Linked DNA regions of Rattus norvegicus: region 2 is linked to region 1. A link is a contact called in public Hi-C data. All regions are on one chromosome and are shown on one strand. The core of a region is the stretch at or near the end of the contact, and the rest is flanking DNA. Distances in the headings are between cores, read along the strand shown. Region 1 overlaps Agxt2 (alanine-glyoxylate aminotransferase 2). Region 2 holds the start of Rad1 (RAD1 checkpoint DNA exonuclease).

The links. A called contact is a pair of places that touch in the nucleus more often than the background predicts.
Region 2: a contact with region 1 is called in a Hi-C map of the Rat2 cell line, with 4 times the contacts expected there. The contact joins the promoter of Rad1 here to the enhancer-like site in region 1. A contact is called at or near these places in 2 of 12 Hi-C or Micro-C datasets (the Rat2 cell line and frontal cortex).

Annotation. Positions count from the first base shown.
Region 1 is chr2:61,103,515-61,108,786 of GRCr8, reverse strand. It overlaps Agxt2 (alanine-glyoxylate aminotransferase 2), which reads right to left. Exons shown (of 14, transcript NM_031835.2): 14 at 3,959-4,408. The coding sequence ends at 4,301. Among named protein-coding and RNA genes, the nearest start is that of Agxt2, 43 kb to the right of the region's middle. Within about 2 kb of position 2,731, at least 7 of the 93 cell types and tissues checked have an H3K27ac peak or open chromatin away from gene starts, as enhancers often do.
Region 2 is chr2:61,184,704-61,190,450 of GRCr8, reverse strand. It overlaps Rad1 (RAD1 checkpoint DNA exonuclease), which reads right to left and starts at 1,642. Exons shown (of 6, transcript NM_001106419.1): 1 at 1,398-1,642; 2 at 916-1,178. The coding sequence starts at 1,113. Brix1 (biogenesis of ribosomes BRX1) reads left to right here and starts at 1,804. Exons shown (of 10, transcript NM_001029915.1): 1 at 1,804-1,963; 2 at 3,980-4,091; 3 at 5,741-5,747. The coding sequence starts at 1,808.

The DNA of each region.
Region 1 (5,272 bases), core at 1,482-3,981:
ATCTAAAGGAGATTTATTAAAATGATTTATAGGCAGTGGTTTTGCTAACCCAACAATGGCTGCCTATAAATGGAAGGTCAAGGACCCAGTAGTTAGTTGTTCAGTCCACAAATCTTGGTGTCTCAGCTCTCCCAGGCTATGCTGGAATCCTGAAGAGGTAGGCTCTTATTCCAGTGAAGAAATGCTAGTGAGGTCAGGAACAAGGAAGCAAAAAGAGTATTCCTTGTTCCATGTTCTTTATATTGGCTTCCAGCAGAAAGGGATATCCCTGACTTAGATTACCTCAAAAGACCTGGATTAAAGGTGTGTCTTTCCACCTCAAAGATCCAGATTAGAAATGGGTCTTCCTACTTCAAATGATCCAACTAAGCAAAAATCCCTTACAGTTGTGCCCAGCCATTTTTGGGTTTTAGTTAATTCCAGATGTTGTCAAGTTGACAATCAAAAATAGACATCATAGACATGTGTACAGACTGTTTTATGTGTTTATTCCATAAACTAAATATTAAAATTTGTACTGTATTATATATTATGAATAATCTAATTGTGATTTAAGGTGTATGTTTGAAAGTCATATGCAAATTCTATGGGTGCCTGTTAAGATAAAAGATTTGAGCATCATAATATACTGCTTAAGTTGTTGCTTAAGCTCATTGAAAGACTCTTTTGGCAGCAAGGAGGCCTTTTTTTGTGGCAGACTCAAACATGTTTAACAAACGTCCTCTGTAAATGTCCTGCTCTGGTTCAGGCTGGCCCCTAGCTCTGTAATGGTGAGTGCTAAAAAAACAAAGCCAGTAACAAAGAGTGTTAAAAACACTGTGTCCATAAGAACAACTAAAAGGTGGGTTATTTCCAACATAGGTTACTATTCTTTATCCTTTGGGTATAAAAATTGCTGAGATGGGAAAGAGAAGTTGGAAATTGGTCCGTGTAGAGAAAGTTCAGCCAGCAGCTTCAGTTGTCTGGCCCATCCCCACTCAGTTTAGATCATGCTCCAATGCTCTGCTTTGTCTGCTCTCTGAATCAGGCTATTCCATTCACATTTGCTGGATGTTATGTGTGTATCTTACTGTTTGCTGCGTCTAGCTGTCTGATACTTGTTATTTGCTTTTTTCACTTTTGCTTGCTATGTGAGTAGTAAAACAAGCACCCTCATGTTTGGTATCAATCCCTTAAGAATATCGAGAGACAAAGGTTCTGGAAAGTTAAATGCTACACTGATATATGAATGGAATTTTTAAGATCCAAATAAGAGTGTAGTTTATTATTCTATCACTTGTTTGTAGTGCTTTTTGACAATAATTCTGAATATTAATCTTATAACCCAAGTTTGGTCTGATTTAAAAAAAATAAAAAACACATGCCTTTTTTAGTGGATTGGTATTCAAAATATTTTAAAGCAGTTGCTAACATTTTGCCATTGTATTTAATTACATGATTAACTATCAATATGTTCCAGGTGTGCAAAGAAGTTTACTTGAGCTAAGTATTCATTGTCTTCACTTGAGACTGTTTTAATAGGAAAGGGAAAAAAAAGTTGGCAAGAATGTAGGCTCCTTGTCTTATGCAAGCTGGCTTATAGCCCACCTCCTGTGGGTAGAGCAGAAAATGGAAGGGAGAAAGATGGTGGTGTTAAGTGCCTGCCCACGACTCCAAATGGAACAAAGAAGGATGCCTTCCTGTTTAAATACCAGGAAGAAGAATGAAAGGCTATCCGGTGTCCCAATGCACCAAGTCATACCCTTCCTGCCTTCAGGACTGTGATGCATGTTCAATTTCATCTCTTTCCAAGAGTTGCCGTTTCCCTTGGTCATCTGGGAGTTGGGTAGAGCCATGCACCTTTTAAAGCCCAGAAATAGAGCCCGGCATCTGGCTATCTTTTGGAATTGTATTGTTGGCTTTTTGTCAGGATTTTCATGTTTCATCTCCAGTGCAGCAGTGTTGGGAGGCCCAGTGACAGGTGTTGGGTCATGAAGGTGAGACCCACATAAATAGATAACTTCTTTTCTCTTGTAAGTCCATTGTCCTGCCAGTCTGGAATAAAGATTGCCTCAGCCATTTGCGGTAGAGCAAGTTTGCCTTATCTCTTTTTCCCTCTGTATACACCACTTATTACAAGAGAGACTGTAAACAGTCTCTGCCTCCTGAGTGCTGGCATTAAAGGTGTGTGCCACCAACACCCAGCCTGTATGGCGAGTGGCAGGACTCAGACCCTGGTGGCTGGGCTGGGCTGGGGGGGAAAGGAAACAAATGGAACACAAAAACTCTTCTTGGGGAAACAGTGGTTATGAAGGAAAGAAGGAAGACATAGTTCGAAAGGACTCTATCTTTTGCAGGGCTCGTTAGTTTTCTGAGTTTTAAAACCAAATCCACTCCTAAGATGAGCCCAGGCAAGTTAATACATTTAGCTCTCAAGAAACTGGGGCTAAGAAAGGCTAAAAGACTTGTTCAGGGTCAATTATAGCAAATTAAGCTGGAGAACCAAGTAGAGAATGCTCTCTTAATTCAATGGTCTTTCCATGGTGCCAAACCGAACACTTCTGGTAGTCACTCTTCTAGCATGGTCTTTCCATGGTGCCAAACCGAACACTTCTGGTAGTCACTCTTCTAGCATCCTGGTGAACATGGTGTTCCACACTGAAGGAATCTGATTTGTCTGAGGGACACTGGGGAGAAGGTGGGAGGCTTTGCACTAGGGAATGCTATGTTTAAGTCAATGCCGGATGGAAACAAATCTGGTAGCAAGCTGTAGGATGTGTTAAAAGAGACATCACAAGAAGGATAAGACAATCAGGGCACAGCTTCAAGCTGGAACATATTTTAAATATATATCCAATCACATGATTAAGTTAGCTCTTCGGTTGCTTTTTGGCTTTTATTCCAGAGAGGGTCTTGGTCAGTTTGCCAGTATTATTTTTACTAGGCTTCAAATACTCTAATTAAAAAAATTTTTTTTAGGCTGAACACATTTGTAAACTCTAATGTACTCTGAGAACAGGATTTTAAAATTATTCATTTGGTTGGGTGTGTAAAAGTGAGTGAGGAGGCCAGGGGTCAACCTGGACTGTTATTCCTCAGGGATAGCCACCATCTTGGATTTTTTGGGATAGGCCCTCTCACTGTTCTGGGATTTGGTAATTGAGCTAGGCTGTGGAAAGTGAGTCCCAGGAATTCCCCTGTCTCAGCCTCTCCAGTGGCCCACTATTGTTTGTGTTGTGATCCAGCAGAAGTCTCTGTACTTGTGAGACAAACGCGTCATGGACTATGTCTAGGTGCCTTTCCTCTGTTTTCATGGATTCTCTGTAAGTAGTATATTTTGCAATTTATGGTAATTATATGAATGTTATTGTTAAATACATTTAAGTGAGTAGTATGTCAAATTAAAGAATATTGCCAGTTCTAAGACACAGCCAGGTAACACCTATATCAAAGAATATTTACAGTTGTACATACTAATGACCAGAATTTTGGAAATTATGTATGCATCTGCCACAGCAGAAGGAAGGGTTTAGATGAAGGTGAGATGATGCTGACCACACGAGAAAAAAAATAGATATTTTTAGGGAGCTGAAGGTTTGGGGTACAGCTGCATTCCTAAGGTATTTTCTGCATTGTTTCCCAAGATGCCTTGGGCTGCAATAATGGAAAATATTAAAAGTCTTAAATATTAAATAAATATTAAATATTAAAAGTCTTAAGCAGCACCACGAATTTATTGTTTCATAAATCAAGAAACCCTGAGATAGGGTGGTTCCAGGATTCATGGTCAGTGATTCATTGACATTACCAACCTCTTAGCTTCCAACCACATTCCCAGCGTAGTACAGTGACCAGGCTTTATCCCTACAGGGCTTCCAGGTGCCTGGTGTGAATTGAGAAACCGCATCATGAGAGGCCGAAGTTTCCAGTGTGACGAGAGGCATCTGAGCTGAAGCATGAAAAAATGTTTGCCCAGAGGTAGTGTCACGGAAAGGATTTACTTCAGGACTCATCGGCGACACATATACTGTGTATTCATTTACAAACCAGTTAATGCAACGGGAAATAACATTAGCCCAGACTAATCTACACAAACTAAGACTTATTCTGTGAGCCAGTGACAGATACTTCTCCTGAAGGATGGAATTATCAGGAGAATGGGGACTCAGTTGACAAATGTAGCCAGTAGATAGTCCATCGAGTCTTTTACAATTACTTCAGAGGGCTGCAGGGTTTTTTTCTATCTAATACTTGTGGTTTCAGCATCTCTCCAATCCAACTCTGAGCATAGTTGAGAAGTTCTTGAGGCTTGGGGCTCTTCTTACTTAGCTCTTCTCTCCATGTGTTGAGTTAAGGCAGAACGAAATACTTCAAATGCAAAATCCACTTCCAGCTTTGTGACACGCATCGGGGGCGCAATGCGGAAAGTCTAAGGGGACAGAGGAAAACAGAGCTCGAATCATCAGAGAATCAGATGTGACTTCCGGGAAATGGGCTAAACCACGAATCCCAAACCTTATTTTCACCACATTGCTGACATGTCTCTCACTAGGTTGGGCAACTAGGGTTGTTCGTCCCTCCTGGAATCTTCCACCTTCTCTACAAAAATCCTCCCATCATCTTGCTTTGAATTTTTTATTCCCTTTACAACCCAGTATCAGCCCTTCTTCTCTTCCCAGTACTTCTTCACGTAAGTCCTCCCCCATTCTCCTTAGAATGGGAAGCCCCCCTCTGGGTGTCAAGCCCCACCCCTCAGCCCCCCTCCCCATCAAGTTGCTGCAGGACTAGGCACACCCTCTCCCACTGAAACCAGACAAGGCTAACACTTTATGGGTAGGGGCTCCACCGGCAGGCAGGCAGGCTCAGGGACAGCCCCTGCACCAGTTGTTTGGGAGACCTGCATGAAGACCAAACTGCTCATCTCCTACACATGTGCAGGGGACCTAGTGCCAGCTTGAGCTTGCTCTTTGGTTGGTCGTTCAATCTCTGGGACCTTCCCAAGGGTTCAGGTTAGTTGATTCTGTTGGCCTTCCTGTGGAGTCCCTGTCCTCTTTGGGTCCCTCAATCTTTCTCCTAACTCTTCCGCAAGACTCCTCCACCTCCATCTACCGTTTGGGTGTGAGTCTCTGCATCTGTTTTTTCCATCTGTTTACCTGCTCGTCCTTCCACCACCGTCCCTGAGATCTTACTTCACCACCTCCCTCACACTCAGTTTCTGCCAACACAAAACATCAACTTTCCTAATTACCGCCTTCATCTCCACTCTTCTGTATCTACTCACGTCCAGGGTCAA
Region 2 (5,747 bases), core at 393-2,892, 83 kb before region 1:
CCAACACCCTCTTCTGGGTTGGGCAGGAACCAGGCACATGCCTTTTGCAGACATTCATGCAGATAAAACATTCTTACACATAAAATTAAAAAGTAAAAACCAAAACCAAATAAAAAACCACAAAGACAACCCCTCTCAGCAAGGGTCCTTCATTTTCATTTCTGGATCTAAATCCACTAAGTTTATCCTAACTTTGTCTTTTGTGCCTATCAGTTAAAGCTAAAGTCACTTCAGGATAGGACAATTTAATAATGCATGCATGATAATTATTTCCAATTTCTTTTGAAAACAGAAACCATGTTTTATTTATTCCTACATAATTGTGAGTTGATACTATACTCAAGCGTTCAAAAACATGAATTGAACATTGAGCTCCGACCTGACTCATACAAATACTACATAAGAATAGATTATAGCTGTGGGTGATGGTGGGGCTTTGATGCCAGTACTTCAATACAAGGCAGAAGCAGGCTGATCTCCAAGAACTTGAAGTCGATCTAGTCTACAAAAGCAAGTTCCAGGTAACCAGGGCCATATGTTAGACTGCCTCGGGGGGAAAAATGCTATTACAGCCAGTAAGAGGAAAAACTAAAACATGCATTTCAATAATTATATTGTAAAGAGTAAACATTCTCGGTTGTTATCCTAACTAAATAAGACTATTGAAAATTAAGTCTGGTGCCACTTATGTCAAATAGGAAAGATAAAGTGTCTATAAAAGGTAAATGGTGATGAGTGTCTCATTAATAAACTGTCACTAGTAATCGTTCATCTGTGTGAGACAAGATGGGGAAAGTATTTGTTGGCAGGAAAGAAAAAAGTAGGCATTTTGTTCTCTAACTTGAGTTTTATGGAATAAGTCCTTCAAGTTAAACTCGTTAGGGAATGCTTAAAAATGTCTCCACTCCCCCATACCTGAATAAAGGCATTGGCTTGCACACACTTTGCATTTTCCACGGTAACCTTGATTCCATTTTTAGTAGCAAAACACGTGGCGTGTTCTTTGAAGTGAATGGCTTTCAAGACAGTGGAGAGATTCCTAACGTTGTCAAGGCTGGCCACTAAGCAGTACTGTTCGTACTCATCCTCATTGTACTGGGTTAGGAGAGGCATGGGTGGACCACTGTACGTTCAGCTCAGAGAGAAGGATGCTCCTCTTCCGGAAGATCTCCGAAAACCTGAGACACGGAACAACAAACCCCGCGATCAGTGCTAACAGGACTGGCGATCTCAACCCGAGCCGAAATCGGGAACATTCTATCTCCATGTCTCAAAACTACGGTTTCCTTGTCTGATACAGCCGGAAAATGCAATTCACTGGGTAGTTCTAATTGGCGCGGGTTCCTACAGGGTAACAAGAGCACGAGGCCTGCTTAGCCCCTCTGAGCGCCACCAACCTTAGCCCGCCACAGACACCTTAGACCGCGGCGCCGACCGTCACCCAGCTCACCAGCCCGCTCGCCGCACAGCGGCCACTAAGGGGAGCCCCGGGCGCCAGGCCCCTGCCTTTGAGGTGACGTCCGATCCCGTAAAGCCCTTGTCAGCCTAGCCCCAAGAAGAACACCCTGAGAATCCAGAAGCCAGCAAGCCTGGCAAACAGCTCCCGCCACTGTTCAGACCCGCAGCCAACCAGGCCACCGTCACCACCGAGCCGCCGGGTGCCTAGATAGTCTACCACAAGACCGGAAGAAAGCGTCTGAGAGCTGGATGACTAACTCAGGGCTCAGCGTGCACTACCATAGAGATCGGAAGAAGGAGCGAGCGGCGGAACCGGAAGTGTGGACAGCAACTAACGCGGCGAGGCAGGATGGCGGCGACTAAGAGAAAGCGGCGTGGGGACCTGGAGGTTCAAGCAAAGAAGCCAAAAAAGAACCGGAAAGATGCCGGGCAGCCAGCTAAGCAGGCCGATGTGGCAAAAGAGGCGGAGGAAGAAAAAGATCGTATTCCAGGTCCTGTTTGCAAGGTAAGAGGCCCGACTCCTGGAGTTGGAGTCGGCTTCCTGACCCGCCTTTGAGCTACCGAAGTGACTTCAACCAAAACTTGACTGGATTATGAGCTTAAGGTTCCCTTGACTGGACAGGACAGTGTTATGTCTAGTTTTCGTGCAGATGGCCGTATTCCTGGAAACCGCTGTTCGTAGACCCTTAGCCAACTAACAGGGAGGTAATTTAATGAGTATTTAGTTCTAATATTCTGCCTTCCGGTTACTGGTCCCCCGCCTCCCCAGAGTAATGTTTTTTCTTTTTCTTTTTTTCCTCAAAGTCTTTATGGTGTATCAATAAATTCCTTCCATCTTGGTCCATATCACACGGGGTTACCAAAGTTTGTTTGCCAAGCCTTTAAAGTTACTGTCCCTGTGAGTCCAACTTGTTTGGTTAGATCTTTAATTCAAAGGATAATAGTATTTTTTTTTTTTTTTTCGGAGCTGGGGACTGAACCCAGGGCCTTGCGCTTGCTAGGCAAGCTCTCTACCACTGAGCTAAATCCTCAACCCCGGGATAATAATATTATCAATAATAATAAACTTAGACCATTAATTTTACTGTGCTCAACAGTGCGTCACACTTATACCAAGATGAGCTTTCCTGGCCTTGGCATCTAGGAGACGATGAACAAGATTTCTTTCCTCCAGAAATACTGGAGTTTAGCAGGAAAGAAGGCTTCATAGAAAACTGGGTTTATTCTAAAGGCGAGCAGGTTCTTGTTAGAGTTACTTTCCGTCACCTGAAAACTCCTTAAGCAAGGTATATTTATGGAGGAAATCTTGCCTCAGACTTTTCTGACCTTTGTGCTTAGTGTAGTACTCTAGTACTAAGTAAAAAGTAAATGTGAAAGGCCAGTGTATATTGTACCCCAGTTTTAATTAACAGCTAAATCTCATACCCTTGTCTGAAAGGATAAAAGTGACTTTTTCGAAAAATAAGCTGGACTCATAAGGTTTTCAATAAAAGTCAGTGCTCTCTTTTAGGAGTCAGACAGAAACATGTTGGGAACTGTAATCTGAGTCACACTATGATACATTAATTGAAGTTAATGAGGCAATTACTACTTTTAGGGTGGTAAGGAAACATGTAGGACTTAGCCTTTTAGCTGGATTTCAAAGAAAGGGTTCAATTTATATATTGGGGGGGAGATGAAAAAAATTCATCAAAGGCATTAAATGGGGGGTAAGGGTTGGTGGAGAAAATCTAAAAACTCAGCTGATTAGCTGAGAATGTGCAGGGTCAGTGTTGGGCAGTGGTGTTGTAAACAGTGAAAATGCATTTTATAGTCCATGTTGAAGTTTGGAAACCAAGATTAAATTGGTGCTAGTTAGCTGTCACAGTGATTCTGTCTGGGAAAGCCAGGCATTCAAGAGCTTTGCAGCTGTTGATAATCAGTTATAGGGATTTAAGGACACTGTAGGCTTTACAAACTGTTGTAAAGAGGAACTGATAGTGGTCAGTGGTGCTTATGATGTCTGTGAGAAACCAGAGGCAAATGGGATCTTCAGAGTATGAGCCCCTGAAGTGAGGTAGCAGAAGGAGGGAAGGGCTAAAGAAGGGGGGAAGAAATATTGGTAAGGAAATATGCAGGTTTAGGCTTGGTAAAGTTTAGTGTTAGAGTTGAGTTTGAAGCTTTACTCTGTCTGATACATGTATAATTAAAGCTAGAAAGAGTCTTGCCTTTCTGTACAGTTAAACTGGAAATGAACATAGGAACTGTAATGGGGAGAATAAAAAGTTAAAGATGTTAGGGGGCTAAGGAAAGATCCTTGCAGTGGTGAGGGTGGTGAAGTAGTCCGTTTCGTTTTAAGACCTTGGCCTATGTTCCCAGGACAGCCTTAAAGTCCTGGTCCAAGTCCTCCTGCTTCAGCCTCAGTACTGGGACTAAGGAAGTATATCAATGATGCCTGATACTGGAAACTTGAAAAACTGTCAAAAACACACGAAGTAAGTTCAGCACAAAATGTTAAAATCTACCGTTTTCTTTTCTTTAGGGCAAATGGAAAAATAAAGAGCGGATCCTCATCTTTTCTTCCAGAGGAATAAATTTCAGAACAAGACACTTGATGCAAGACTTGAGAATGTTGATGCCTCATTCTAAAGCAGGTACGCTAGCATTGTGCTTTACACTGTGTGTATAGACCTGACTAACATATTTACATATTTACCTGTTTGCTCGGCTTTGTCAGGTAAAGAACCACAGTACACTACTACAGGTTGCTGGTACAGTCTAGTCAGTTAAGTAGAGGAGCTGAGGTTAGTCCCCAGAATTGGCAGAAAGGGTCTGGGTGTGGTGGCACAGGACTACTACTCCAGCTCTGAGAAGGTGGAGGCAGATGAATACTTGGGGCTTGATGGCGAGCCAGTTTTGCCAGGTGGGCAACCTCTGCCAGTTTAAGGACCCTGACTCAAAAACAAGGTGAGCAGCACCTGAAGGAAGACACCCTAGGGTGACCTCTGGACTGATGAAAACACACACACACACACACACACACACACACACACACACTCATTCACTTCAAAAGTTCACTCAAGTACCACATTTTAAAAGAAATTCTTAAATTATTAGAAGTTATTGACAAAAGTCCACATGTTATTTACTTTTAAAAATATCCATCTTAATATAGAAGGGTTTCCTAAAAATTCAAGAGCACTTACATTACAGTAGCTTCTAGTGGTCAGAAGATGGATGGGATATGGAGGAAGGACTGGCGTGCATTGCTTCCTAAACATTTAAAAACTTTCATTTTTGAGACAGGGTCACTTTATATAGCCTAGTCTTCCCTTGCCTTTTACTCATAAGGATCTGCTTATTTGAGCCCCGTGTTGGGACTGAAAGTGTGTGTACCACTACCCTTGGCTTAACAGTGTTCTTTTCTGCCTTAGAGGCTACTGAGAAATGTTTGCTTTTGATTTCAGACATCTGTCACTGCCGTGTGTATAGTGTATGGCTGTTTCCTGAGATGGTTTTGGATTATGTTTTATGGAATGGCTTAGTTTTTTAGTCTTTCTCAAGCCAAACTTGTCTGTACTGTCCTCAATCCCTGAAAGTAACTGAAATTCTTTATTGATGTACTTCATTTCTAAGGTTATTCAAAAACAATTTTAAAATTGCCTTTGATTCAAAATAATATTTTCATAAGTTAAAATATAAGTTTGGTCAGGTGTAGTGCCACACACTTTTAGCGCCAGCATTTGGGAGGCTGATCTCTTGAGTTCAAGGCCAGCTAGGACTTTGTAGTTGGTCTCATTTTCCTTCCAGGAGCTGGGCATTGTGGTACTTACCTGGACTATCACTGATAGGAGATGGTGGTGGGAGTATCAGGAACTGAAGTACATAGGCACTTTGAGGTCAGCCTAAACTACATGAGAGCCAGTCTTTAAAAATAATTGTTTTGAGCCTGGCCAGGTGGCACAGGCCCATAATTCCAACTACTTGGAAGTTGGAAGATTGAAAGTTCAAGGCCTGCCTGAGCAAATTAGTGAGACCAGCCTGAAAGTAAAAGTGAAGAGGGCTTGGCTGTAGCTCAGTGGTAGAGTGCTTGCCTGGCTTGTGCCTGTCCTGTCCTGGGGTTCCAGTCTCCACTACAGTGGTAAGTAGGCACTGCACTATCTGCTCTCTACTTGTTTAGTTTATGAAGAGGTTGAGTGTTTTTAGTTTTGATCAGTCTTAAATTATCTAGATAGCAGATGTAGTCAAAGTCAGGCAGTCTTGAAATCTATTATTTACTGGCTTTCTCTTTTTCTTTTTATAGATACTAA